7 separate regions of the Mus musculus genome follow, and regions 1, 2, 3, 4, 6 and 7 are each linked to region 5. Evidence: chromatin contacts called from public ChIA-PET, HiChIP or PLAC-seq and promoter capture Hi-C data. All regions are on one chromosome and are shown on one strand. The core of a region is the stretch at or near the end of the contact, and the rest is flanking DNA. Distances in the headings are between cores, read along the strand shown. Region 1 has its middle 67 kb from the start of Gm35154. Region 2 has its middle 27 kb from the start of 4930431F10Rik. Region 3 has its middle 41 kb from the start of Gm22503. Region 4 overlaps Crybg1 (crystallin beta-gamma domain containing 1). Region 5 holds the start of Atg5 (autophagy related 5). Region 6 holds the start of Qrsl1 (glutaminyl-tRNA synthase (glutamine-hydrolyzing)-like 1). Region 7 overlaps Gm35154 (a long non-coding RNA gene).

Region 1 (3,393 bases), core at 769-3,268, 260 kb after region 5:
AAGCAAAGCTCATAAAGCAATTTGCTTCAATCATGTGTTGTGATAAGTAACTTCTACTGGCTAACTACATGTCCTTTTGAAAGTAGTTCCTCAAATTTGTTTTGAATATATAATAGTGCCTTTGAATTTTCTTAACTTCTCCCATGCACTTTTACCAAATGACAGAGTTAGGCTTATACTACTAGTTATTTCACAACTAAACATGGTGACTTTTAGGGGGAAACGCTATTATTTTCTCTGGGTAGTTAGCTGAATGTCTATCATAAAATACAATCTAGAATAAGAACTAATTACATACAAAAATTCTTTTTTTTTTTTTGCTATCTGGGGAAAAAATCACATAGAACAGATATATAAAATTTTAACTTAAAACAGCTGTGTTTTGGTCCCTGGTTTGGGGACCAAGCATAGGTGGAGACTGGAAATGAAAGTTGTTTTCTCTTTAAAACTAGTATAATTTCTGCTTGGTAGAAATGCAACCTCTGGGCTGGGGATGTAGCTCCCCCCCCCCCCCCCCGTTTTAGAGTCCTTATACTGATTAGCATGCATAGTGCCCTCCCCAAGTTGGATCTCTGGAAGGAGGGGGAGGGGGAGAGAGATCTGAGTCCCAAATTTTGTCTTCCACATGTTTAGAGAGATATATTTCTCTATATCTCTCTAACTATAAATAGATACACACATGTATATATGAACATACATATCACTTTATATACACACCCATCACCTCTCTGACTACCCCCACCCCCACCCCCCCATTCTAGCTGTCACTTAGTTTAACCTCCCAGTTACCCTATTGGGCAACTCTGGGAATTGTCCTGGGAGTTCTTTTCTCCTTCCCCAGTGGCAGCCATCAAGACATGCCTAGTTTAACTTATTACAATGCTACGGATGTGTCTCTTCCCTTCTTTTCCCACTGCTCCTTGCTTTGCCTCCTCTCTGGCTACAGCAGCATCTTCAGAGCAAGGCTCTGCCATTACCTTTCTCTCCAGTGCCGTTCCTTGAGTGGTTGATCTAAGAAGCACATCTGAACATGACACTTGCCTTTAAAGCTTCCCATTACTTACCAGATAAAAACCTAAGCTCTTTGCCCCAGCATTCAAATCCTCTTTAGCTCTCTCTAGCTTTACTTTTCTCTACTTCCTGCCCTGACTACATCCCGGCCTCCATTCATCTGTTCTATGCTAGTGAGTACCAGCTGCTATTATAGGCGCACTGGATACCTGAAGGAGCAAAATTGACCTTTGTTCTCAAACTTATATGAGTGTGGAAAGGAAGGGGTTGTTGGCAAACAAAAAAAAAAAAACTGAATAAATTAGTGCATTGTATCAGGTATAGGTAGGGTGATTTTAGATAGTCTAATCGGGATTGGCTTTATTGCAAATATGACATTTTCAGCAAAGACATGAGACAGTGAGCTAAGTTGATAAACAGGAAGAATATCTAGGCCCAGGGAAGCCAGAGCAAAGCCCCAGGTGGGTGAGAGTGGGCTTGCCACATCAAAGAGAGGAAAAGAGAAGGACAAGTGAAGGAATAAGGTTGAGTATTTGGATCTCTAAGTACAAAATCTGTAATCCTTTTAGATTTTAAAATCTAAAACTTTAGTGATAATGAGTGGAAATTCCGAACCCTACCTGATAATGTGTGGTAAGTTGTGGTAAGAAGGTAACCAAACTACAAAGATTATATAAGGCTATCTTCAGTGTTTTCAGCCATTTACGAAAGAGAAAAGAATACCATGTTTAAGCCAGTTGTGGTGGCTTAGGCCTTTAAACTCTGTCCTAGGGAGGCATGGGGGCGGGGGAGGGAGAAAAGAAAAGATACTGTGTTTAGATTTTACCTAACTCCAACTAGGCGTTCAATGTTTCCTAAACCCAAAGTGTTGCTTCTTCCAGATAAGGGCTCTTTAACTTGTATGTAAGAGATGAGGACTGAAGAGAAAATGGGAGATGAGTGTGCTCTTGGGCAGGTTCTCGCTAGCTCTGTTTGCTCACATCGCATTACAGGGGGGGTCAACCACTTGTGGTCACATTCTCCCACACAAACCATCATGTTCAGACTTCAGAGTCTTTCATCATGTTACTTTCTATTTGAATTGTATCCCTTTTTCTAGCTATGTTGCTACCTGCACTGCTCTGTTCTGTGTTTGGGCAAGAGACATAAGGAGAAAAAACTTGGGTCTATTTATCTTGGCATCCATAGTTACCTGTAGGTGGTCCTCAAAATCCTTCATGAACTAATGACAAATTCATTTGTAGAGTAACTATGTATGTTAGGTGCACATATTTCATCCTAAAACAGCCCAAAAGGGAGGTTTGCTATACCTATTTTATAGGAAAAGAAATGAGATTTAGTTATCTAAGATTAAACAGCTAGCACCTGACCGGGGTGCCAAAGTCAGCTGTTCCCTCTGGAGACTCCTTCAGAAGACTGAATAAAAAACAGAATTTGTCGTTGGCTTTGTTTCTTGCTGCTGGCTTGTTTGTGCCAAAGACAAAAGAAGAAGCAACATTCCTATCAATTTTAGTATGTCAATTTGTTAATTTATTAAGTATTTAATAGGAATCCAGTGTTTGCCAGGTACTTAGAACACAACGCTGGCCGGGAAGTGGTGGTGCACGCCTTTAATCCCAGGACTTGGGAGGCAGAGGCAGGCGGATTTCTGAGTTCGAGGCCAGCGCGGTCTACAGAGGGAGTTCCAGGACAGCCAGGGCTACACAGAGAAACTGTCTCAAAATAAATAAATAAATAAATAAAAATTGCTGAACAAAGCAGAGTGGGTCTTTCCCTTCCTGAATGCAGATGCCAGCAGGGAAAAGCCAGAATTGTGCTGCACACAGTCCCCAGTGCAGCAGCAGCCCCTGATCCAGCCTGACAGGGCCACAGGAAGGAGGACATTTACTTGAAGATGATTCTAAGGGGACTATGTCACTGGCTGTAGGCCGCTCAAGTTCAGAAAAAGGGAAGGACCTAACGAATTGTGAGTGAATACATTCTCCACAAACTTGTAGAAGAGGCTTAAAAAGAAAATAAAAGAATTTTGTAATAAGTCTGCTCTGTTCAGTTTTTCAACCTGGGGCAATCTTAGTGCCTCCCTTCCCACCAACTCTGACTGCCGTCTTTGGGTACACAATTTAAAGTAGGGGCTTGTAAACATTTTTTTTTTTTGGTGTGTGTGTTAATATTTTTTGTTAAGTTACATGACTGGTTTATTTGACTTAATGAAATATGTCTGTTTTAGGAATAAAATTCCCAAACTATGAAGTCTGAGGGTTTGTTCAAATTATTTTTGCTTCATTGGAATTTGGTGGTGTATTGCATCATTGGCTGGAATTTCAGGACTTGTTACAGAATGCAGTTTTAAAAACGATGCTGATAGGAATGAAGTTTAATGCT
Region 2 (3,464 bases), core at 520-3,019, 500 kb after region 5:
TTGTTGGGGAGGGACAGGGAGAAGGGGAGGGAGAGATTTCTGATTAAAACAAAACAACTGAGTAGAAAGCTAATGTATGGATCTACAGAGGATGTATTCCCTAAACCAAGGTCAGAATTAGATCCTTGGGTTTTAAAGCTTATAAAATAGTAACAGAAATTCATGAAACAATTTCCCTTGGTCTACCTTTCAAACTCTAAAGGAAAGAAAATTCCTAAGGCAGAAAGAGGGGGAAAATTAGTTTGAATGCATTTATTTCCTAAAAGAAAAGCCCCCAGACTCTGTATCCTAGTGTTTCTAATATACAAAACAAGTTTAAAGGGGATTATACTGGCATTTTACGGAGAAAGAACAGAAATCTCTCATCCCTTCTGATATATACCAGCAAACTTAGAGACCAATAAAAACAACAAACTCAAGAACACGTATTTAACCTGACACAATTATGAAGACTAATCTTTGAAAAGGACAGTATAACTAATGGAAAGGAATAATAGAATATAATAAAATGAGGGCAGCAAAACAATTGAGCCAACAGGAAATCAAAGAATGCTATTATTTGTATCAGATGCAGGGACACTAGTAGTTTTATATAAGCAATATTCAGATATAAAATAGTCATATAGGACAAACTCTCATCTCTGATCATTAAATGAACGGTGAATTATTAGCTGCTGGTTAAGAGTATTATATAAATATGTAAGATAGGAGAGAGTTAATTCATTAGCAAGACCCCACATGAGTTAAAGGTGGAAACGTAAAAGTTAGCACCTATTATTTGCCCTCTAAATGACAGAGGTCAATAGAACTCTTTACTCCTCCAATACCTATCTCACCTTCCTCATTTTTACATAATTCAGTTGTAGGATTTGTGTGATTTCTGGGCTCCAAGCAACTGATAAGCAAGGTTGTATTTCTAATTTTTCTGATTTTATATTTCTAGTTCTTTCTGTAGGGCACAGACCAGGATTGATAAACATTTATTGAATTATAGTGCAATAAAATGATCCAACCGAACATTAGAAAAGAACTTTAGTAGCCACAACAGTACATTATAAATTGATGTAAACTACTGATAAAAATTATATTCACATTATGTAAGGACTTTTCAGAAATTACCACTTTTATATCTGAGAACCTTAACCTAAAGCCTCTAATATCCAGTAACTATAAAATCAAGCCTGCTCAGTCCCAGACCCCAGGCACACAATTGCAGTGTAGATACAAAGACAAGTAAGAAAGTGTTAATATAATGACTAACATTTGCTGAGGCTTGTTAAGTGGAAGGGCCTAGGCAAAGGCTCTGTGTACATAATCATACTTAATCTTCTCAACAAATTTGTTAGGCCTTGTATTTACTGATAAAGACACAAAAGGTTAGAGGGTAATTTACAGGGGTTTGTATAGCTAGCAAGTAGCTAAACTGAGATGTAAGCCCAGGTCTGGTTAGTTTCAGTGTCTGTGATCTGACTATTAGTCTAGATTGGATAGCGTTCCTCCTGTTCTCTCAGTGCTCAGATAACAAGGTTCTATGATGATGTTATAATGTTTCTCACTAGATTCATACATTGCTCTCCTTCTGCCCTTTTACCTCCTTCTTTTCCTCTCTCCAGTTCTTTCTTTCCCTCCTTTATTTAAGACCTCTGACTTGGCTAGAATGTGAATTTTAGGATAATAGATCATGAATATGAGAGATTCACACTAGCTCTAAAACTGTCAACACAAAGAATTCACCCTCTCACTGTATTTACTTATACCCACATGACGAAATGCCTGTTGTTTATATTGGCTGTGAAAATGGAGAAGTTCGGCATGGTCTACCGACAGAAGGTTGGCCACAGTTTGGTTGCATAGGATAGCATAAGTATGTAGAAAGAAATAATTTTCTCACAAAGATCATTTTAGAGCACTAGTGCATAGCTTGAATAGCTGTGAAATTTCAAATTGGTTGCAATGATTTGCCTTTTAAGTATGATTCTTTGACAACCTAATGCCTTACCATTAAATTTTTCTTCTGGCCAGGCAGTGGTGGCGTGTGCCTTTAATCCCAGCACTTGGGAGGCAGAGGCAGGTGGATTTCTGAGTTCAAGGCCAGCCTGTTCTACAGAGTGAGTTCCAGGACAGCCAGGGCAACACAGAGAAACCCTGTCTCGAAAAAAAAGTTTTTTCTTCTGTGAAACATTGGGTAGAATAAATATTGGCAGCACCAAATACTGGCTTGGTGCCTTGGTCAGTCTTTTGCATTCTTATATGTTTGGGTTCTTTCTCAGTGATTTATTTCTAGAAACCTATTTGATCAATTACTCTGAAATTGATGAAATAGAACCTTATGAAGGTAATTTAGCAGCTATCGTAGACATTTCCTATATTGTCCATTATTTCACCATCTGGTGAAGCAAGTGTCTCCAAAGTATTTCTGACTTAGTCTAAAGCCCATGTCATCTACAGCAACCTCACACATCACTCAGAACCATGACTCCTCTCCATGATGTGCGTCTTTGCTGCAGCTCTGTTTTCTAGACTGAACCTGCCCAGGTTACTCATCGTCTCTCATAGGGTTTTGCTTTCCAAGCCATTTATTATGTTGGTTGCTCTCCTCTGAACTCTTTCCAGTTAGCTGGAAAGCACATTTCTATCCAGTAATACCATGTTATCATGGAGAGCTCAGAGGTCATATCTTGTCCAGGAGGGAACTTCTGAGCCCCACAGGCATGAATTTTTTTTCTTCCTGGTTGAGGTGGTTGTGAGTATCCTGACTACCCTGCCTAGGCACATCCCAAGCATGCGGCAAGTGGGAAGTGGGTTAGTGAGCAGGTGTCTGCGTGTTTGGGAAGAGTCACTGCTTATTCTGAGGAGCACTAATCAGTTCAATTTCTCTTGTGGCTACTTTGAACTGCTGCCCTTTTCTAATCCCAAACACCAAAACTGAGTGATAACCAATAATTACTGAGAGCCTGTGATGTGCAGGGCACTGTGCCAATTGCTGAACATCTATGAACTCATTTAGCGCTCACAATATTTCCCTTCCATAAGGTCATTACCTTCACTTTACAGATGAGGAAACAGAGCTGACCCGGGTTACATGTCTAGGAAACAAGCCAATGTGAACTTGAACTCCTAGATTTGACTGTGAGCTTCGTTCCTTTAACAGTGTAGAACTAACCAAGGAAACTCAAAACATCCACTCTTAGCTCAGATTATAATGTTCCTGGTTTGTAAATGTTTATTCAGGAAGTAATATGCTTTCCTATATTTCTTATCAAAATATTTTATTTTCTTCCTCTTCTTCCTCCTCTTAAATTTGAAATCTGTCGCTTTAATATTATATTTATCTATTTATTTTTATTTTAATTATTTTTCTTTTTCACGTTTTTATTTTTGATAAGTTCAAGGATCTATATACTCAATTATAGTCATTTCGCCCCATTACTCTATCATGCCTTGCATCCTCTCCAGCTGAAGGC
Region 3 (3,292 bases), core at 771-3,270, 420 kb after region 5:
TAGTGTTTCCCTCTGACTTTTTCAAACATCCTTACCATGATTTGTTCCTCCTGCTTCACTCTCCCTGTATTACTCTCTCTCAGTAAAACTGCCTCAGATTTTGTTTTTTCCTTTTCTGCTTTCACAGTACCTGTTTCCTACTACCCTGTCTAGAGGAGCCCCTTCTCTTTGCTTCCTCCAAAGTCCATTTGAAGAGTTTTTGCTCTGTATTGCCTGAGCTGGGCCCTGGCACACTGGTATCTTTTGTGAAAATTCTCTGAGCTCCAAACTGGCATTTGTGTGCTTGTCTATCTACAGATAATAACCCACAAGCAGTCTTCCTGCTTATGGAATGACTAATTCCACCGTTCTTGAACAGTTGTTCTTGTGGTGGTTTCCACACAGTCCTGCAAAAAAACCATGAAGTCCAAAGGGGGAAAATCACTATGGATATAGTTTATTTCTATGTCCCAAAGCATTTGATTTTGACTATTCTCAGAATTAGAGAAAATACTTTTCTTTCCCAATCTAAATATATAGAAGTTTACTTTCTATAACAAAATTTAAATTTAATTTAATTTAGCATCAAATGACTTGGTAATTACCAGCCTTGAAGTGATATTGAATATTTATACTATTACCCATATCTTAGGTTCACACATCACATTTTCCTTAACACTGGGAATGAATGGGACATTTAAGTTTTTGGGCAAGATAAGGTCAGGATGACAGGCAACAATGGGAAACCATGTTAGACATGCTGACCTTGGTCAAATGTTCTTGATGTTTTTCAGAGCAGACTTAGAAGTCTGTTCTTTGGACTTCATGGTTTTCTGCAGGACTATGTGGAAGCCACCACAAGACTGACTGTTCAAGAATGATGGAATTAGTCATTTTCTTAAAAACTCCTAATATGGCTAGATTAGTTAATAGATAAAGAGTCACATTGGACATGAAGTCCTATTTATATAAGAGGGGCATTGTAAAGTGGATCAAAAAGTTCAAATACTCAAACAACAGCATTGTTGTGATGGGCAGGCAACTCTAGGCATTTGGTGCTACCCAGCACTGATATCCTCAGCGTCACACAGTACCCATTTGATTTGATCTCAAAGCTAGAATTCTAAGGACTATAACCTTAGGAACATGGGGAGAGGTCTACGAGCTTTTTAAAAGTGTGTGTGTGTGTGTGTGTGTGTGTGTGTGTGTGTACATGTTTTCCTGTGCATGAATAGAAGAGGGTAAGAATATTAACCTCTACTTCAAGGGTAATAAAAGTCCATCTGAATTTCCATTTGCTATGTCAGCAAAGAGTATATGAATTCAATAACTCATTTAACAATATGACAAAATATTTATAAAGACTCCCTCACATATAAAATCCATGCATGGTAGTGCACATCTATAATTGAAGTATACATTTATAACCTGAGCACTGAAGAGGTCATCAGAATGGTCACTACAGGTGCAAGGCCAGCCTGGGGTACCTAGTGGCTTCTAGACTGTGTAGGACTACTTATGAAGATCTGTCTCATAAAACAACCACCACTACCAAAAAAAAAAAGTCCTAAGAAATATTAAGTGTAGGTTTTTGTTTACAAAATGTCTAGAGTCATTTTGCTTCCATTTTCACTGCTAAGTTTTTAAGTCTATGGTTCATATCCTATCTCTGTAACTCCTTGGACCCAATCTCCATTCCAGCTCTTTAACCCTTTATTCAAATTGGCTCCTAGAAATCACTGCTTGCCACTTCAGCCTCTAGTGTGCTTTCTTTCAACCCATCCCCACTGTCTCTCATCATTATTTTTCTTCTTGCTCCGGAAACCGTCTCACTTCTTACACCTCTGGCATGTACTCCTCTATTTCCTGCTAACGTCCTGTCTGTTCCGATGTTTCCCAGACGCCTTTGCTTCAGTCTTCAACGCCCTCCTACCCGAGGTTTCCACCTACGTCTTCCACTTCTCACAGGCCACTACAGTGTGCAGAGACTATCCCTGTTCTCATGGCTGCAAGCATGTGGGGACGGTGACTCACAGATTTACAGCTCATGTCCTGTTCCTTGCTCACGGTTTATTCCCATCTCTCTGACTGACCATTGGTCATTTTCACTTGAAATTCTTCCCAGAGTCTCAAATTCAACAACAGCTAGCTAGCTGAGCTTGCCCTCTCCCCCACAAAAACACTTCCCTTTCCTAGTTCCTCGTTTCTGCCCCACAGTCCAGTCTCACGGTCATTCCTGCTGAAAACAAGGAATCCATCTCAACCGTGTCTCTCTCATCCTTACCTTTGCTCACCTGAAATTCCCTATCATGTCTGAAAATTCAGTTCTACTGACTTGTTTCCCCCAAACTTCCCTTACTTTCTCGAGGTTCTTTCTTTCTTGATCATTTACAATGCCTTCTAGCCAGCCTCTCTGACTGTACTTCCCGTCTGTCAGCCTGATCTCACACATTACTCCACGGTTCTCTGAAACAACGTTTCACACTGCTTCCCTGTACCCAACTCTTGGTCCTCCTACGTTATTCATTGTTCTTTCTCGATTGCAGACTATAAAGCAAATAATTATTCTTTGGGTCCCAAAAGATACTGAATACCATGCTAAATTCTATCTTCAAAAGATACAATTGTTGCAGAAATCAAAGGAGAAACCTCTACCACTCAGGTTAGAAAACTAGATTAGTGTCTAAATAACACAATAAATGGGGACAAATGAGAAACTTACCAGTGCTACATGGACCAGGTATAGAACAGCAAGACCAAAAAAAAAACCCAAGTCTTAGATTATGTAATTCTGAACGCTGCTCAGCTGAAGGCTCGGTGAGAGAGCTTTCCTAGGATGAGGGTACCAGTAATTGATCAGAGGAAAGAGATAAAGCAAGTTTGCTGTTGCAACTTTCCTCCTCAGCTTGCCAATGTCGGTAGAAACCCTGCCCCTGGGGGATTCAGCTGTAAATTTATGGTGTTGGAATAATTGATGAACTCCAGGGAGTTTTTACTGAATTCTTATTGGTTCACTTTTTGATGGACTTTTAAAAACTATTACTGACTCTTTGTGACTTCTGTGAACTAGAAAATCACTAAGTCCAAGTTCAAGTGACTCCAAGGTAAATTTTTATGTGCAATGACAGTGTCGGAGAAGTTTCTAGGCCTTGTTTTAGACTATGCTTGGCCAGGCTCTTATATACACCCTTTCTTCAGAGAAAGGACACAAGGAAGAATATTTCAAGTCAGTTATACCAGATGTTGGGGAGAAGATGTTGGAAGAAGATAAAATAACTCAGCAAATTAACTTAAGAAGGAAAAGAGAGGCTTA
Region 4 (3,019 bases), core at 499-2,998, 270 kb before region 5:
ACACAAAGAAACCCTGTCTCAAAACAAAACAAAAGGTACATGGTAAACAAATAGAAACTTATTGCACATGTACAACCCCTGTAAAAATACAACCTGAGCCCCTCACTGCCTCTAGGTTTAGAAACATCCCATCTAAATAAGAATTAGTACTTACCATAGAGTCTGATAAGGACATTCCAGAAAAGGAATGGCCTGGGTCATACCGGCTTGCTTTGAAAAGGCCCAGGAAGTCCGCGTCCACGCTCCCAACATTCGGCAGGTTTGACTTCAGAATACCTTCCACGCCATCGCTGTTCTTCAGTTTGGGTAAGTCTGAAAGGTTGTTTTCTGGCAATTGTAGGTTGCCCTGAGAATTCACATCTTCCTTGCTTCCCTCTTTTTGTGGGTACTTTTCCATGTGGCTGGAACCCAGACGAGATGTATTTGATGAATTGAAATTGAAGACCTTTAAGGAGTTGTGGGGTGCAAGGTGTGGCTGTTCTTTGTCTGAGCCACAGGGCAGGCCACCCTCCTTCCTGGGCTGTACCACTGATGACTGAGATACGGAGCTGTTCTGAGAAGTGCTAAAAGATGTGCTCATTGTGTTGACTGACGTCACGGAGGGAGAAAAGACTTTGTCTTGTGGCAGAGAAGAAAGCATGCTTGAGAAAAGCGTGCTGTTTTCTAGCCGTGACCTCTTAACGCCGCCGCTGTTGATGTCCCTGTTCTCCTTGTCACTTGCTTCTGAAGTGGTCTGTGGCTCGCTCTTCCCATTACTGTTAGTGTGCAAGGACTTGAAGACGATGCTCTGCTCGGTGGATGCACGCTTGGCTCTCAGTTTGGATATGGGGTCGTGGTTCTGCAACAAGTGCAAAGCTGGTGACACCTCTGCCAGGCTTTCCTTCTTCTTCCCTAAACCAATGGTGAACACGTTGGGATCAAACACCTTTTCCAAACTGTCCTCGTGAATGGGAGGCATAGCGAAGTGAGGGGCTGGAGAGTTTGGGACCCGGGCCTTCTTCTTTTTCTGGGGCACACATACTGCACTGTCCATCTTTTTAATAATTTCAGTGAATTTTTCCATATCAGAAGAAGAATCCAAGACACTATTGTCACTACCAGCAGAAATGTTCAAAAGCCTGGTAGGGGTAAGTGGGCTGGTCGCATCTTGACCTGGCCTTTGGGGGCCTTCTGCATGACTTCTGCTGCTGGGAGAGTGGGTGAGGATGAACTCCGCTGTCTGGGGCATCCCACTGCTGCTCTGGATGGGCGGAGCCTTCTCAGGTCCTGACTGTGTGATGTGTGGTCGAGACTGTGCCACATGTCCTTCTCTGTGATGGATGTCCTTGGGTGATGTGTCTGGTGCATCCTCGTGCTGCGGAACACAAGTGGTGACAGACACCACTTCAGGCTCATTACTGTGACAGCTTGGCAGCTGTGCCTCTCTAACTTCAGAGCTCTCTGAGATGACCTGAGAGCTCACATCCTGAGGATTCTCCACGGGAAGCACAAAGGACCGGACCTGGACGAGGACTTTGGAGGGACAGTCTTTCCCCATAGTTTCTGGGCTGTGCTCTGGAGTGGAAGGGGGACTGGCTTCTCCCACTCCAGGTTTGGAGATGGGAGTTTTCTCAGTGTGAGGAGAGACTGGCGAAACACACCCATTGTGGTTTTCTGACACTTCTAGAGCAGTGCAGGGAACACTGCATATGGGAACTTGAACACAGCCATCTTGGGGAGCGTCCACAGAAATGGGTGCAGAAGGCGGGAGAGATGACTCCCTAGCTGACTCAGCCGCTGAAGCTGGCTGTGAGTCAGAAAATGCATCCTGTGGCTTTGGGGGAGCCTCTCTGGCATCACAAATGGCAGCGATGTCCTGTGCAACATCACTTGTGTTGTTAAGGACGGGGCCTTTGCTGTCAGCAGCCTCTGGCTGGCCCTCTCCTGAGAGCTCAGAGTCCTTCACAGGAACCAGAGCAGTGGGCCCTGGGTGGGAAGGATAGGCAGTGTCTGTTTGTACATCCAGCTTATCACTTTGCTCAGGCTCAGGGCGGAGGACCTGATCCTTGGTGGACTCTCCTTCCCCTCCTCTGGTGGCTGGACGAATCTCTTCTCTGGGGACAGGGACTGCTGTGCCTTTCCCTTCTGCAGATGGCTCTTTGACCACCAGGCCATTCTGGTGGCTGGTTGACACAGCTTTCTTTTCGGGTTGCTCCATTTCTTTGGCCTTTTTGGCTAAGTTCAGCTTCGCCCTCCCAACAAATGTCTTACTAGAGGGAGGATTGTTCCTTGTGTTACGGACGTCGGGGTGGCGGGGGCTACTGTTAGCCCGCTTGTTTTCAAATAAGGAGATTTTGTTGGCTGTGTTCCCCTTATGAACTGGCTGGCTAAATGAGTTGTGCTCATTTCCCAAACTGTCAGGATTCTTCGGAGTTTTCAGATTTAGTTCCACATGTTTGGGTCTGGCGGGGCTGCAAGGACAAAGCAACAGGGCAGTTAGCAGCCTGGTGTTAAGTCGACATACAAACCAGCTGCCAAAGAGACCACAAAGTCCGCATCCCCTGGTGTGTATCTGCTTTCCCATGAAACTTCCTAAACAATCCTACAAACACTAGCACATATTTTTAATATAAAGTATCTTACCTACATATGACAGATGAGACTATAAATCTAAGAAACTATTAATTTACCAAGTATTCATATTCATTCACAGTGAGTGGCACTGAACTGGCAGACATTACAAGGTATAAGGAACAAATTTAAATACTTAATGCCTTCCCATATTTTAAATGCGCAGTATGTATTTATGCATGCATGCATGCATGTGTGAAGTCAGAGGACAACCATGGGTGTCAAGGTTCGACTTTGCTGAGACAGTCTCTCGATGTTCAGCACTGCACACCCAAGTTGTCAGGTCTGGGAGCTGCCAAGCTTTTCTTGGCTCCATCTTCCATCTCACTACGGGAATGCTGGGATTAGAGACACTCATTCCCATGACCACCTTTTCTATGGGTCTCAGGTCCTCACACTGTATCCACTG
Region 5 (3,500 bases), core at 882-3,381:
AAGGGAAAGGATCTTCAAAAGAGGGGTAGTTCTGAGCTCAAGAAATCTTTTCTGGGGCCATGTAGATAGTCATGCTGACCAGTGGGAATGGGGGGTTTACCAGATCTGGGCTAGCGAACGAGCGTGGATCTCTTGCGGTAGCTGGGGTGGGATGCAAACCTGCAGAGTTTCTAGATCCGAGTCGCGATGCAAAAAGAGAAAGAGCTATTAAGGTATGTTCTGGCGGGGTGTGGGTGAAGGAGACACCTCAGCGGGCCCATGCCATGGCATCCTCCCCCCCCCCCCCCCCCAGAGACCACACACAGGCATAGCATAGAACGGAGTTTATTTAGGGCATGGGGAGGGGAGTTAAAAGGGTAGCAGAGACAGAGAGAAGGAGAGAGGAGAGAAGCAGAGGCCAGCCATGGCTACATGGGGGGTGAGGGTGGGGAATGGGAGCAAGGGGGCAAGACCTAAGAGAGAGGCAAGAGAGTAGGAGGGTAAGAGAGAGGAGGGGTCAAGCAATCCCTTTTATACTGGGCCAAGCCTATCTAGCTGTTGCCAGGTAACTGTGAGGAGGAGCATACCTGGCTGCTGGCAGGAACTGTGGGGGTGGAGTTTAGACAGAATTCCAACACACTCCACCTACTCAAAGCAGAAATCTCTACTATATTAAACTCAGTAATCAGTTACTAGCTGAAATCATACCTGGTCTAAGCACTGAAAATAAATGACTATTGTATGCTCAGCCATAAAAGGGACACCATCTCCTCCAAGGCTCAAGGAACCTCACAAAAGAAAGGTGTCAAACTCATGGGACAAGAGCAAGATCACTACAACAAAGTTTGAGGCAAATTTGGAGCAAGTTTTATTAAGTACTGGCCAGGACGTGGACACTGGTACAAGGTCCACACCCAGGATAACCAGAGAATGGCACCAAATTACATTAGGTGGAGCCTTATGAAGGCCAACCCAGCTTCTCCTCAACAGAAGTCTGACAAGACCCTCTTGGGTTTCTTCAGGTAACACTGCCTTTATTTAGATTCATGGCTCTAGCCAGGCTCTGCCGCTGCTGACAGAGCAAAGTGTCGTGGCAGAAATTCCAGTAGAGAAATTGAAGCAGAAGGATGGTAAATTCAAGGTCAGATCGGAGGATGGGGGTTAAAGAGTATCCATGATTATACATAGAGTTTGAGGTCAGTCAGCGTTGCACGAGAGCTTGTCTCAAACCCAAAAAAGGAGGAAGAAAGGAAAGAAAAAAAAAGGCTGGAGAAATACCTACAGATCAGTGTAGTTAAGAGTTAATTGTGCTCACTGATCTCGCAAAAGACTAAAATCATTTCCAGTGCCTGCACTGGGTGCCTCACAACTGCCTGTAACTGCAGCTCCCGGGGCTCCATTTACCATCTCTTAGGATCTAGTTGGACACCTCATCCTCTCCGGGTGGGGGAAGGAAAGAGAAGAGTAAGAGGGGAGAAGAGAAGGAGGAAGAGAAGGTGGAGGAGGACGAGGAGGAGGGTGTTAAAATGTTTGGTGAGTGAAGACCCAGATCAAGTACTCTTTACGTTTTGTTTTATTTTCAAAGCAATAAGAGTAGGAAAGGTACTCTTAGAGGTGAGGGAGGTTTTGGTACTTTTACCAACTGGGGTTAAATACAGCCACTAATGCCTACTGTGGTCCTACAGGAGTGGGGAGGTTCTACCGAGCAAATGAATGTGGTTTACCTTGAAAGCCGGGTGTGGTGGCTCACGTCTGCAGTTCTAGCACTTGGGAGACTGAGGAACACGAGATACCTAGTTAAGTCCCAGACTTGCAGCTTGATACCCCTGTCCTGACTCTAACCCAACTAAATTAAACCATCCCAACCACCCTTAAAAGTAAGGTTTTTACAATACTGTTTTGTGAGGAAGAGAAAAATGCTGCTACCACGGCAGCCGATGTCTCAGGATCCTTTATTTCTCTGTTCTTCCACAACTGTCACACTGACAACCGGGAACACCAACGACTGCGTTCTGTCCATCCAAGAAGAAAACCGGCAAACTCGTTCCGAGTTCAGGCGCTCCCTGTGTGTCTGCGCACGCTCAGGAGCAACTCAGGTCTTGCCAGGTTGGGCCGCGCTCGGAGGGCGGAGCGCTTGCCACGTGGTCTTGGTGACGTCATCTCCGGGCGCCGAGGGTGACTGGACCTACGGTGGGCGCCCGGCGCTGCGGTTCACTCTGGTTCCGAGGGCGGAAGTGCCCGTCGGGCTGTTTTCTGACCCGGGCGGCAGCACTGTGCGGCTGCGCGCGCACTGGGACTTCTGCTCCTGCGCCTCTGCAGGACAGTGTGATCCCGGCAGACAGAACCCGACCGAGCGGCTTTCGCGCTGCGGGAAGCCGGAGCAGAGCCGGCACCTCGGGTAGGGCTCATGTGTGTCCCGGGCGTGGAAGTGTGGGGCGGGAGTGGGACCGGGCAGGGGCAGGGGCTGCGGGCGAGCGGCCCGTGTAAAGAGCGCACCCGGAGGGATGGCGGGGGAGGCGGTGCCGCTGGGCGGAGGTGGGGTTGGCGAGACACCGGCCCGGGAGCCCTTGGGCAGTCTAGCTGTCCCTTTGGGTAGTTAGTATGTCAGTTCCTTACTAAGGTAGGAAATGTAGCATCGAGTCTGGAGCTCAAGTTAAGGACTTGCATTTTATTTAAATCGTAATTGTTTCGGTGCTTTTTGATTCTATCTAAACGCAGACTGTTTCTCTTCGATGCAGTTCTTTGAGTCTCAGTTTAATTTTAGTACTTAATACTAACAAATGCATTTTTCTGTTAGTAGAACACTTTCGTTTATTTAGTTACTTTGTTGAAATTGCTCTCAAAGAATATAAACTTGAGGAACCTAAGAATCTGGGTGGCATGTAGGTTTTTCTCCCAAAGCATGTAGCATTGTTTTCACTGAGAAAGCATAGCAAGTCTTCACTAGTCAGAACCCCAGGAGCAGTTGACTATCTAAAGCCTTCTAGAATTCACCTGATAAGTATCTTGGGTCCTTGATACCGAGTATTTGAGTCAGATGCAAATATTCTGACTTCATTAAAATTATTGTTTGAATTGAAATTTGAGAACAAGAACATTGGCTTTATGGTAGTTGTCTTGGCAGGTGAGAATGTTACACTAAGTTTAATTGTACTTTGAGCCCAGTTTTGTGGCCTGTACCTTTAATTCCAGCAGTGGAGGTGGGGTGAAGGCAGGAAAATCAGGAGTTTAAGGCCAGCCTTGGCTATTTAGTGAGTTTGCTGCAATCCTAGAGGGCATGGTACTCTTTGCAACACACAGACAACATCCTCCAAAGCCCAAAAACAACCTAGCATTTTTTGGCCCTGCATTGGATCTTGAGCAGCACAAAACCAAACTATAACCCGAAAACAAAACAAACCCCAACTGTGATTGCCCACGTTTCTAATCCTTGTGCTAGAGAAGCTGAGGAAGGAAGGTTGCTTTGGGTTGGAGGCCAGCCTGTACTACAGAGCAAGACTCTTGTCTCCGAAAAGAACACA
Region 6 (3,230 bases), core at 645-3,144, 370 kb before region 5:
CAGACTGTTGTAAAGCTTGAAGAGAGTTTGGCCCCAAACAAAGGCAGGCGAGCCATATTGAAGCAAGACTAAGACTTAAGGTGGGACGGTATCTCAAGAGAACAGACTAGAGGGCTTAGTGAGTTGATGGACAGGGAGAGTGAAGGGCAGTGTACAGACCCACGGGTAACGGTGTGCTTCCCGGTTTTGTTCTGGCTTGGGCAATGACACCTCTGCTTTGTTTAGAGTGTTCTGGGCATTTGGAAGAGCCCTCCAGAAGGCCCTCACAGATACGAGCCTGGGCAGGGCTTCTGAAGCTTTTTCTACTCACAATCCTTTTGTGCTAGACAAGCTTTGCAAAGCACAGGTATACTGAGATACAAAGTAGGTATACAAGGCATTAATTGCTAAATCATAAAGGATTTGATTTTAGAACCATTCTATGGAGTCTAGAGTAGTGCCTCAGCAGCTAAGAGCACTGGCTGCTCTTCCACAGGCCCTGAGTTCAAATCCCAGCACCCATAAGGCAGCTCTCAACCACTTAAGACTGTAGTGACATGGGATCTGATACACTCTTCTGGTGTGCAGACATACATGCAGTCAAAAGACCCATATACAATAGATAAATAAATAAATAAATATAGATATTTACAAAATTATTTGGTGTACATAATTCTACTATTAAAGATGAAAGTAAACCTGCATACCAATAAATGCATAGACTTGCTTATTTTTAAATAAAGAATTAAATCCTGGCTGTAGGTTTCCTCAACGTTTTTCATTTTTTTTCAGTTTACCAATATTTTGATTTGATATATCAGTGCTGAGAACACCACTTTGCATAAATATGTTGTACAAAATTGTAGGAGCATGTTTAGCGCCATATTGGGAAAAAGCTGAATAATCTCACATCAAAACTTATTTAGTGATTTTTGAATGAGACTCAAGTCAATAACTCAGCCATTTTTAGAATCAAGCACCTTAAAGCAACAAATCCCAAAGATGCACGCATTTCACACTTAGGGTATGACAAGCTGAAAAACGATTTAGTAAAATATTAAAAGGTTTTGCTTTCTGAAATTAAATAATTATGTTTCTACAAGTTTAGAAAAGTTGCTCATATGTTAAATCTTAATAAACAATACTCTCGATTCTGAGTTGAGATGTTTCCGGCAGCATTTGCTGGGCAGTGCACACATACCCTGCTGCAGAGAGTCGTGAGGAAGCACCGCTGGGTGCGGTCAGAAACACCTTGAACTCACAACTCACAGTTTGATTTTTGAATTAACTTTGCCCACTGTCTCAGGAACACTCCTCCTTCCCTTTCAAAACTGCTGTCACATTTTCTCCTACATTTGTGGTTGCGACCTACAGCTTAAGTAGATGTTCAAACACGATGTGGTAGAAATCCTAGTTTTTTTTTGTTTTTTTTTTTAAGCCACCAATTTTTTTGTTTGTTTCAAATGTGCATGCTACAAAACCGCCCCGTCCCTAAGCGAGCACAGCAGCGACGGGACTGAGATGGCTTGTCTGAGAAACCTCTCCCTAATCGCGCGGGTTGACTGTCGTTCCACTCCACGGCTCAGGGGTTCAAACTTTTTGACGTTCTGACTCTAGGGGATTGACTCAGCGTGTACGGTAAGAGCTTAGGTTCGAATCCCACTTCCCACTCAGGAATGTAGGCGGTCGGGGGGGGGGGGCGTGCCGTGCGGCGTGACCCGGGGCGACCTTGAACTTCCGAGTCCTCCAGTGTCTCAGCCCTCCCTGGTCCCCTCCTGGCCATGTCCACTCACTTCTCGGAGAGTCCGGCCCAGCATAGCCCTCGGAGTCAGCCGGTAGCACCGGGTCCCGGAACAGAGGAAGGAGTCAATCTCTGCCACCGGCGTTACATGGGCGCAGACATCTTGGCTCCTCTTTAACAACGAGCGCCTGGATTGGTCGAGTTCCGGGCGGCGGAAATGATCTCTGCACACGATTGGCTCGCGCGCCGGCGACCGGAGGCGCGCGGACAGGCAAGGAGACCGCGGCCGGGGTCGTGTCAGGAATCCGCCTGACCTAGGAATTGCTAGCCTTGTTTGCTTGTCCCTCTGAGGACTCCCTGCTTGCTTGCTTTTTTTTCCTTAAGGGGAAGGAGAGCGTAAGGAAGGAATGGCCAGTGTACTGACTGGACGCCAACTGGGACATTTCTGACGTGGGGAGCACAGTAGCAATTCTATTTTAATTCCGTCGCGGCTTTAGGTTGAGTTTGCTTCTGAAAGCTCCCCCTCGCTTAATTGACCTGTGGGTTTGGCAGATTTTGGCTGAATTGAAATGTGTTAGTTTGACCTGCTTCAGGTCCTTTCTCTCCACCGTCGCACCCCCCACCCCCGCTCCTCCTTTCTTTTTTCTTTTTCTTTTTTTCTTTTCTTTTTTTCGAGGAAACGTTCTCCATCCCTGCTCAGGATGGGCGTTTTGAAGACCTGTGTACTTAGAAGAAGTGCTTGTGCCGCCGCCTGCTTCTGGAGAAGGACAGTTATCCCAAAGCCACCATTTAGAGGCATTAGTACTACGTCTGCGAGGAGCACTGTCATGCCCGCTTGGGTGATAGATAAATATGGAAAGAATGAAGTCCTTCGATTCACCCAGAACATGATGTTACCTATCATACACTATCCAAATGAAGTCATTATCAAAGTCCACGCTGCCAGTGTAAATCCTATAGATGTTAATATGAGAAGTAAGTTGTCCGGGTTTGTTTGGTTTTAAATCAAAATTCACTGGGCACACAGGTGTTTTGTTGTTTTTCTTTTGAAACAAGGGGTCGTTGTCTAGCCCAGGCTGGCCTCCAATTCATTGTATACCACTGACTAGTCTCCACTCTGCCGCCCTCCTGCTCTGCCTCTCCAGGCCTGGGATTTAGCAGGTGTAGACCACACCTAGTTAATAGACTACATTTAGGTTGGCGTGAGGGAGTCATTTAGGTTTCTTATTACATGTATTTATTTTGTGTTTGGGTGTGTGGAACAGGGCCCAAGTGGAGGTCAAAGGACATCTTGTGGGAGTGAGTTTCTTCCTTCTACCAGGTAGGCTCCGGGCATTAAACTGACCACCAGGCTTGGTAGCAAGCACCACTATAGGCAGAGCCATCTGGTTTCTGATACTATCCCTGCAAATATTTACGACGTTTTGTTGTCACAACTGCTAAGGTATACTTTAATCTTTTATTAAATGTGTTTGTTTCCTTTCACATATGAGTTGGGACCGAGAAGTGA
Region 7 (3,392 bases), core at 594-3,093, 400 kb after region 5:
TGCAGGATTTATCGGTCGGAAGGACTACTGATGGCTCTTCTCTCTTGGCATCCTATGCAGCATCTTTCAATACTGTGAGAGCGACTTCATAGGGAGGAGGTCTCCCGATCAGTCCCAGCTTATCTCTCCAAGTACTGTGTCAGGAGTACGTGGGCTCCTCAGGGATTTACCTTCACCATCTGGGAGGTTGGGCAAAGCTGTGTTGTTTTGGGAGTCTCTTGGGAATCCCCTGACAAACTGCTGGGATGGAGGTTTTACTTGCTCGACACTCTGGTTTTACTTAGTCAACGGATCTTTTGCTGGGGTAGAAGTGGCACAGCATTATAATTCCATGTAGCAGAAGCTCATTAAAGTCTATGCAAATGTATCTGTTTCTATTACATATGCATTTTAAATAAGCTCATAAATAATGTTTTTCTATGACTTTTTCAAACAGCCTTGGTGCCATTGAGAACTCCTTTTCCTCTCTGTATTACCCTTCTTCTCTCCTTCTCCTTTAAGTTCCCCAGCCTTGGTTTCCTTTTCCCCTTTCATAGCACCTGTGTCCTAACTATCCCCCTCTCTAAAGTCCCTCCTTGCCCCGAACCCCTGTGTCATGCACCTAGGCTGCTACTATTTTCTGGTTATTGTAAATACAGCACCAATGGACACCACTGGGCAGGTGTCTATGGACTTTAAGGAGTGATTATACTTAACTAGATCTCTTCTTGTGGTAAAATCAAGATTTGTTCAGAAAAGAATTCTATAAAGCAAAAACTAAATAAACAACAAAGAAAAAAATACAAGTGTTTCTTTAATTTCACACAGGCCCTTGCAGAGTTCTAGCGGCGGTATCAGCTATGCACTTTAAACCCTAGGACCAGCTCACTCCCATACTCTGTAAGCAGAGCTTATGGTGCCAACTCTCATTTTCCTCATGTCTAAATTTCAGGTTGCTGAAGACTGAGTTTTATATTTTCTGTGACATTTCCAGAAATCTGTGTGTTTGTTAGATGGTAGCCACCTGCTTCGTGCATGCTGCAGGCATTATATTCAAACATTTTTAAGGGCCAGAATGGTTTGTTCAGACACTTTCTGTGAATTGAATATGAAAATGATCCCTTTTACTCCTTACCTTATGATCTTATGACAATTGTATTTACCTCTTTCTTTTTGTCTGGTTTTTCAAGACAGGATTTCTCTGGGTAGCCCTGGCCATCCCAGAACTCGCTCTGTAGACCGGGCTGGGATTAAAGGTGCATGCCATCCTTAGCAGTTACCTTTCCATAAAGGCTTGTAAACCAGGGTTTGATCTTACCACCACATTTGTGTTACAACTAAAATAATTTTCACTTTATGTTTCTTGTACACAATGTTACCATTATGTTTTCTAATTTATTTCATGATAAGAGGCTGGTGAGGCCTGTGGAGGTTAAACAGTGAGATCTGGATGGCAGCCACTCCAACTTTTACAGAGTCAGATTTTGCTGGTAACAGTGTTCTTAAAGCACATAGATGTTTTCTCTAGCTCTTTGTAAGCATTCACAACCTGTGAAGAATAGATCTCTGTCTCTCTCTGTCTCTCTCTGTCTCTCTTTCTCTGTCTCTCTCTGTGTCTCTCTTTCTCTGTCTTTGTGTGTCTCTATCTCTCTGTCTCTGTCTCTCTTTCCCCCCCCTCACTTTCTCACTCTCTCAGAGAACTTCAATGTTGGCTTCACATAATTTCCCAGGAAAATTCCCTTTTAATTTTTCTATAACAAGAAATCTAAAAGTGAGTTTCCCCCTCTTCAGTGAAAACCCCTGTAGAAAGAAGGAAGTGTCCCATGACAAAGGGAGCCAGCTGAGATCAGTGACTCAGTGTCTTTCATAGATTATAGCTCTGAAGTGGATTTGACTAAGTGCTGGCATTTCTTACAGCCTGCCTTGGCACCTAAGGGTATAAAATAGCTACAGAGGCAATTAGCTTTAGAAAACAGGATTATTAAGTGCATGAACCCGTAAGTTACATAGGAGCTCAGAAGTGTGTCTTTAAAAGGGAATTGTCAAAGGGCCAATGGTACGTTGAGAAATACTTCCCCTGAGCCATGGGGAAAGTGTGTGGTATAAGGAAAGAACAGAGCTTGCTTGCCTCGTCACCTTCTGTGACCTAGGCGAGTGAGTAGGTGGACCCAGCCTGGAATGGTTGGATACAAGCTTTGCTCAGATGGAAGAGCCTGCCTGACAGGCCCAAGTATCTCTTCCTTTTGGTGTTCTCCCTTAAGTTTCTAAAAGACTTTGAGAAACTCTTACTTAAATGGGTGATTTAAAAAAAAATCTAGGGTCTTCCATATACTGGGCAAGTGTTCTACTATTGAGCTGCATCCCAAGACACAAATAAATGTCATTGAGAGGGAAGATCCATGTAGGAAAGGCCAGGTGCTGGCCTAGAGGAGCCCTTGGCTCCCACACAGACAAGACTCTTACAATGTATAGACACAAGAGATTCCACAGACACACAATCATGCGTATTCTCTTCTCACTCTGGCGTTTTCCCTTACACTATCCCTTTGGCCATAGTAAAGGTGGCTATGGAACCCTCGGTCAGAGCTGTCTGTCAATACTGTGGGTGTATTTCCAGAGACGTCTGCCCATTTCACTCTCTCTCCAGATGTGCTCAGTTTCTTGTGAAGGTCTTTTACTCATCCTATTGTTGTGACTGACTGAGTCTTCCCTATATGTTGAAGGTTGGTGCGATTCTTCCTCCTAGCCTGGTGCTCCCAGAAATAAGACTCAGACTCAAAATATATTTATAAATACCTTGGCCATATAGTTAGGCTCCGCTCTGACTAGATATAACTTAAAATAACCCTTTTATTCTAATCTACATTCTGCCATGTGTCTGGTTACCTGTACTCAGGTACCATGCGTCTGTCTCCTCACATCATCCCAGCAAATCTCTCACCTGATGCTATCCTAGAATCCTTTCTGTCTCCAGGGTGTCCCATCTATTTCCTGCCAAAGCTATCGGCCAAAGATTTTTTATTGATAGGTGCCACCTCCCTACAGATCTGAAATAGTCTTTCTACACATATACTCAATTGTCTAAGACACCATTGGTGATGCACCAATTTGTATTGGTAGGGTATCAGTAGATTTCATTTCTGTCCAAATTACAGAACGTCCTCCTTTAGGTATCTTTTCTGCAGCTGAGAAAATACAGTGATGGCTTCATTATCTACTCAGCAATCTCCTCAATAGGAAAAGAACTGAGAACCTACTAGGAAAAATACATCAGGGTTCCCCTCAACTGCATATTTTCAATTCTCCTGTTTGTTTGTTTGCTTGTTTGTTTTGTTTCATTTCCTGAAGTTTCCCATGATAGTTTCACTTGGGAATGCTAATTTCTGATGGAAAGAAGGGGCAAAGTGTCCACA

The links. Promoter capture Hi-C pulls out the DNA fragments that hold promoters and counts their contacts. ChIA-PET counts read pairs in DNA pulled down with a chosen protein or histone mark. HiChIP or PLAC-seq counts read pairs in DNA pulled down with a chosen protein or histone mark. Capture Hi-C pulls out chosen DNA fragments and counts their contacts.
Region 1: an RNA polymerase II ChIA-PET map of memory CD8 T cells shows a contact between it and region 5, with 15 read pairs. The contact joins the enhancer-like site here to the promoter of Atg5 in region 5. A contact is called at or near these places in 5 of 39 promoter capture datasets (3T3-L1-derived adipocytes, cranial neural crest, liver and 2 more), 7 of 484 Hi-C or Micro-C datasets (CD4 T cells, LSK cells, embryonic stem cells and 2 more), 7 of 115 datasets of contacts at active chromatin or transcription factors (the SCID.adh cell line, embryonic stem cells, epiblast stem cells and 2 more) and 2 of 9 other capture datasets (adipose tissue and embryonic stem cells).
Region 2: a promoter capture Hi-C map of liver shows a contact between it and region 5, with 2.2 times the contacts expected there. The contact joins the enhancer-like site here to the promoter of Atg5 in region 5. A contact is called at or near these places in 12 of 39 promoter capture datasets (the 3T3-L1 cell line, the C10 cell line, the HPC-7 cell line and 8 more), 6 of 484 Hi-C or Micro-C datasets (B cells, CD4 T cells, Th1 cells and 2 more), 6 of 115 datasets of contacts at active chromatin or transcription factors (the 230-238 cell line, bone marrow-derived macrophages, embryonic stem cells and 2 more) and 2 of 9 other capture datasets (adipose tissue and liver).
Region 3: an H3K4me3 HiChIP or PLAC-seq map of bone marrow-derived macrophages shows a contact between it and region 5, with 4 times the contacts expected there. The contact joins the enhancer-like site here to the promoter of Atg5 in region 5. A contact is called at or near these places in 8 of 39 promoter capture datasets (the 3T3-L1 cell line, 3T3-L1-derived adipocytes, cranial neural crest and 4 more), 4 of 484 Hi-C or Micro-C datasets (B cells, bone marrow-derived macrophages, epidermal suprabasal cells and 1 more), 6 of 115 datasets of contacts at active chromatin or transcription factors (bone marrow-derived macrophages, embryonic stem cells, large pre-B cells and 1 more) and 4 of 9 other capture datasets (adipose tissue, embryonic stem cells, liver and 1 more).
Region 4: a BATF HiChIP or PLAC-seq map of CD8 T cells shows a contact between it and region 5, with 6 read pairs. The contact joins the enhancer-like site here to the promoter of Atg5 in region 5. A contact is called at or near these places in 5 of 484 Hi-C or Micro-C datasets (CD4 T cells, CD8 T cells, adipose-derived mesenchymal stem cells and 2 more), 3 of 115 datasets of contacts at active chromatin or transcription factors (CD8 T cells, effector CD8 T cells and memory CD8 T cells) and 1 of 9 other capture datasets (pancreatic islet).
Region 6: a contact with region 5 is called in a promoter capture Hi-C map of adipose tissue. The contact joins the promoter of Qrsl1 here to the promoter of Atg5 in region 5. A contact is called at or near these places in 2 of 39 promoter capture datasets (hippocampal neurons and stem cell-derived epiblast-like cells), 1 of 484 Hi-C or Micro-C datasets (CD4 T cells), 2 of 115 datasets of contacts at active chromatin or transcription factors (embryonic stem cells and microglia) and 2 of 9 other capture datasets (adipose tissue and liver).
Region 7: an H3K4me3 HiChIP or PLAC-seq map of bone marrow-derived macrophages shows a contact between it and region 5, with 4 times the contacts expected there. The contact joins the enhancer-like site here to the promoter of Atg5 in region 5. A contact is called at or near these places in 7 of 39 promoter capture datasets (the 3T3-L1 cell line, 3T3-L1-derived adipocytes, embryonic stem cells and 2 more), 1 of 115 datasets of contacts at active chromatin or transcription factors (bone marrow-derived macrophages) and 1 of 9 other capture datasets (liver).

What each region holds. Positions count from the first base shown.
Region 1 is chr10:44,530,668-44,534,060 of GRCm38.p6, forward strand. No RefSeq gene overlaps it. Among named protein-coding and RNA genes, the nearest start is that of Gm35154, 67 kb to the right of the region's middle. Within about 2 kb of position 2,019, at least 8 of the 459 cell types and tissues checked have an H3K27ac peak or open chromatin away from gene starts, as enhancers often do. A contact at or near this core is called in the SCID.adh cell line and memory CD8 T cells, where this site is marked.
Region 2 is chr10:44,763,927-44,767,390 of GRCm38.p6, forward strand. No RefSeq gene overlaps it. Among named protein-coding and RNA genes, the nearest start is that of 4930431F10Rik, 27 kb to the left of the region's middle. Within about 2 kb of position 1,770, at least 4 of the 459 cell types and tissues checked have an H3K27ac peak or open chromatin away from gene starts, as enhancers often do. A contact at or near this core is called in liver, where this site is marked.
Region 3 is chr10:44,689,716-44,693,007 of GRCm38.p6, forward strand. No RefSeq gene overlaps it. Among named protein-coding and RNA genes, the nearest start is that of Gm22503, 41 kb to the right of the region's middle. Within about 2 kb of position 2,021, at least 57 of the 459 cell types and tissues checked have an H3K27ac peak or open chromatin away from gene starts, as enhancers often do. A contact at or near this core is called in adipose tissue, bone marrow-derived macrophages, macrophages and 2 more, where this site is marked.
Region 4 is chr10:43,996,898-43,999,916 of GRCm38.p6, forward strand. It overlaps Crybg1 (crystallin beta-gamma domain containing 1), which reads right to left. Exons shown (of 22, transcript NM_001368305.1): 4 at 155-2,450. Among named protein-coding and RNA genes, the nearest start is that of Gm40636, 30 kb to the left of the region's middle. Within about 2 kb of position 1,749, at least 80 of the 459 cell types and tissues checked have an H3K27ac peak or open chromatin away from gene starts, as enhancers often do. A contact at or near this core is called in CD8 T cells, effector CD8 T cells, memory CD8 T cells and 1 more, where this site is marked.
Region 5 is chr10:44,266,208-44,269,707 of GRCm38.p6, forward strand. Atg5 (autophagy related 5) reads left to right here and starts at 2,132. Exons shown (of 8, transcript NM_053069.6): 1 at 2,132-2,377. Gm40637 (a long non-coding RNA gene) reads right to left here and starts at 1,995. Exons shown (of 2, transcript XR_871625.2): 1 at 1,906-1,995; 2 at 1,535-1,754.
Region 6 is chr10:43,899,842-43,903,071 of GRCm38.p6, forward strand. Qrsl1 (glutaminyl-tRNA synthase (glutamine-hydrolyzing)-like 1) reads right to left here and starts at 1,895. Exons shown (of 11, transcript NM_001081054.2): 1 at 1,773-1,895. The coding sequence starts at 1,796. It overlaps Rtn4ip1 (reticulon 4 interacting protein 1), which reads left to right and starts at 1,966. Exons shown (of 9, transcript NM_130892.5): 1 at 1,966-2,695. The coding sequence starts at 2,422.
Region 7 is chr10:44,663,893-44,667,284 of GRCm38.p6, forward strand. The region is part of intron 2 of Gm35154 (a long non-coding RNA gene); the gene reads left to right. Among named protein-coding and RNA genes, the nearest start is that of Gm35154, 67 kb to the left of the region's middle. Within about 2 kb of position 1,844, at least 16 of the 459 cell types and tissues checked have an H3K27ac peak or open chromatin away from gene starts, as enhancers often do. A contact at or near this core is called in 3T3-L1-derived adipocytes, bone marrow-derived macrophages and neutrophils, where this site is marked.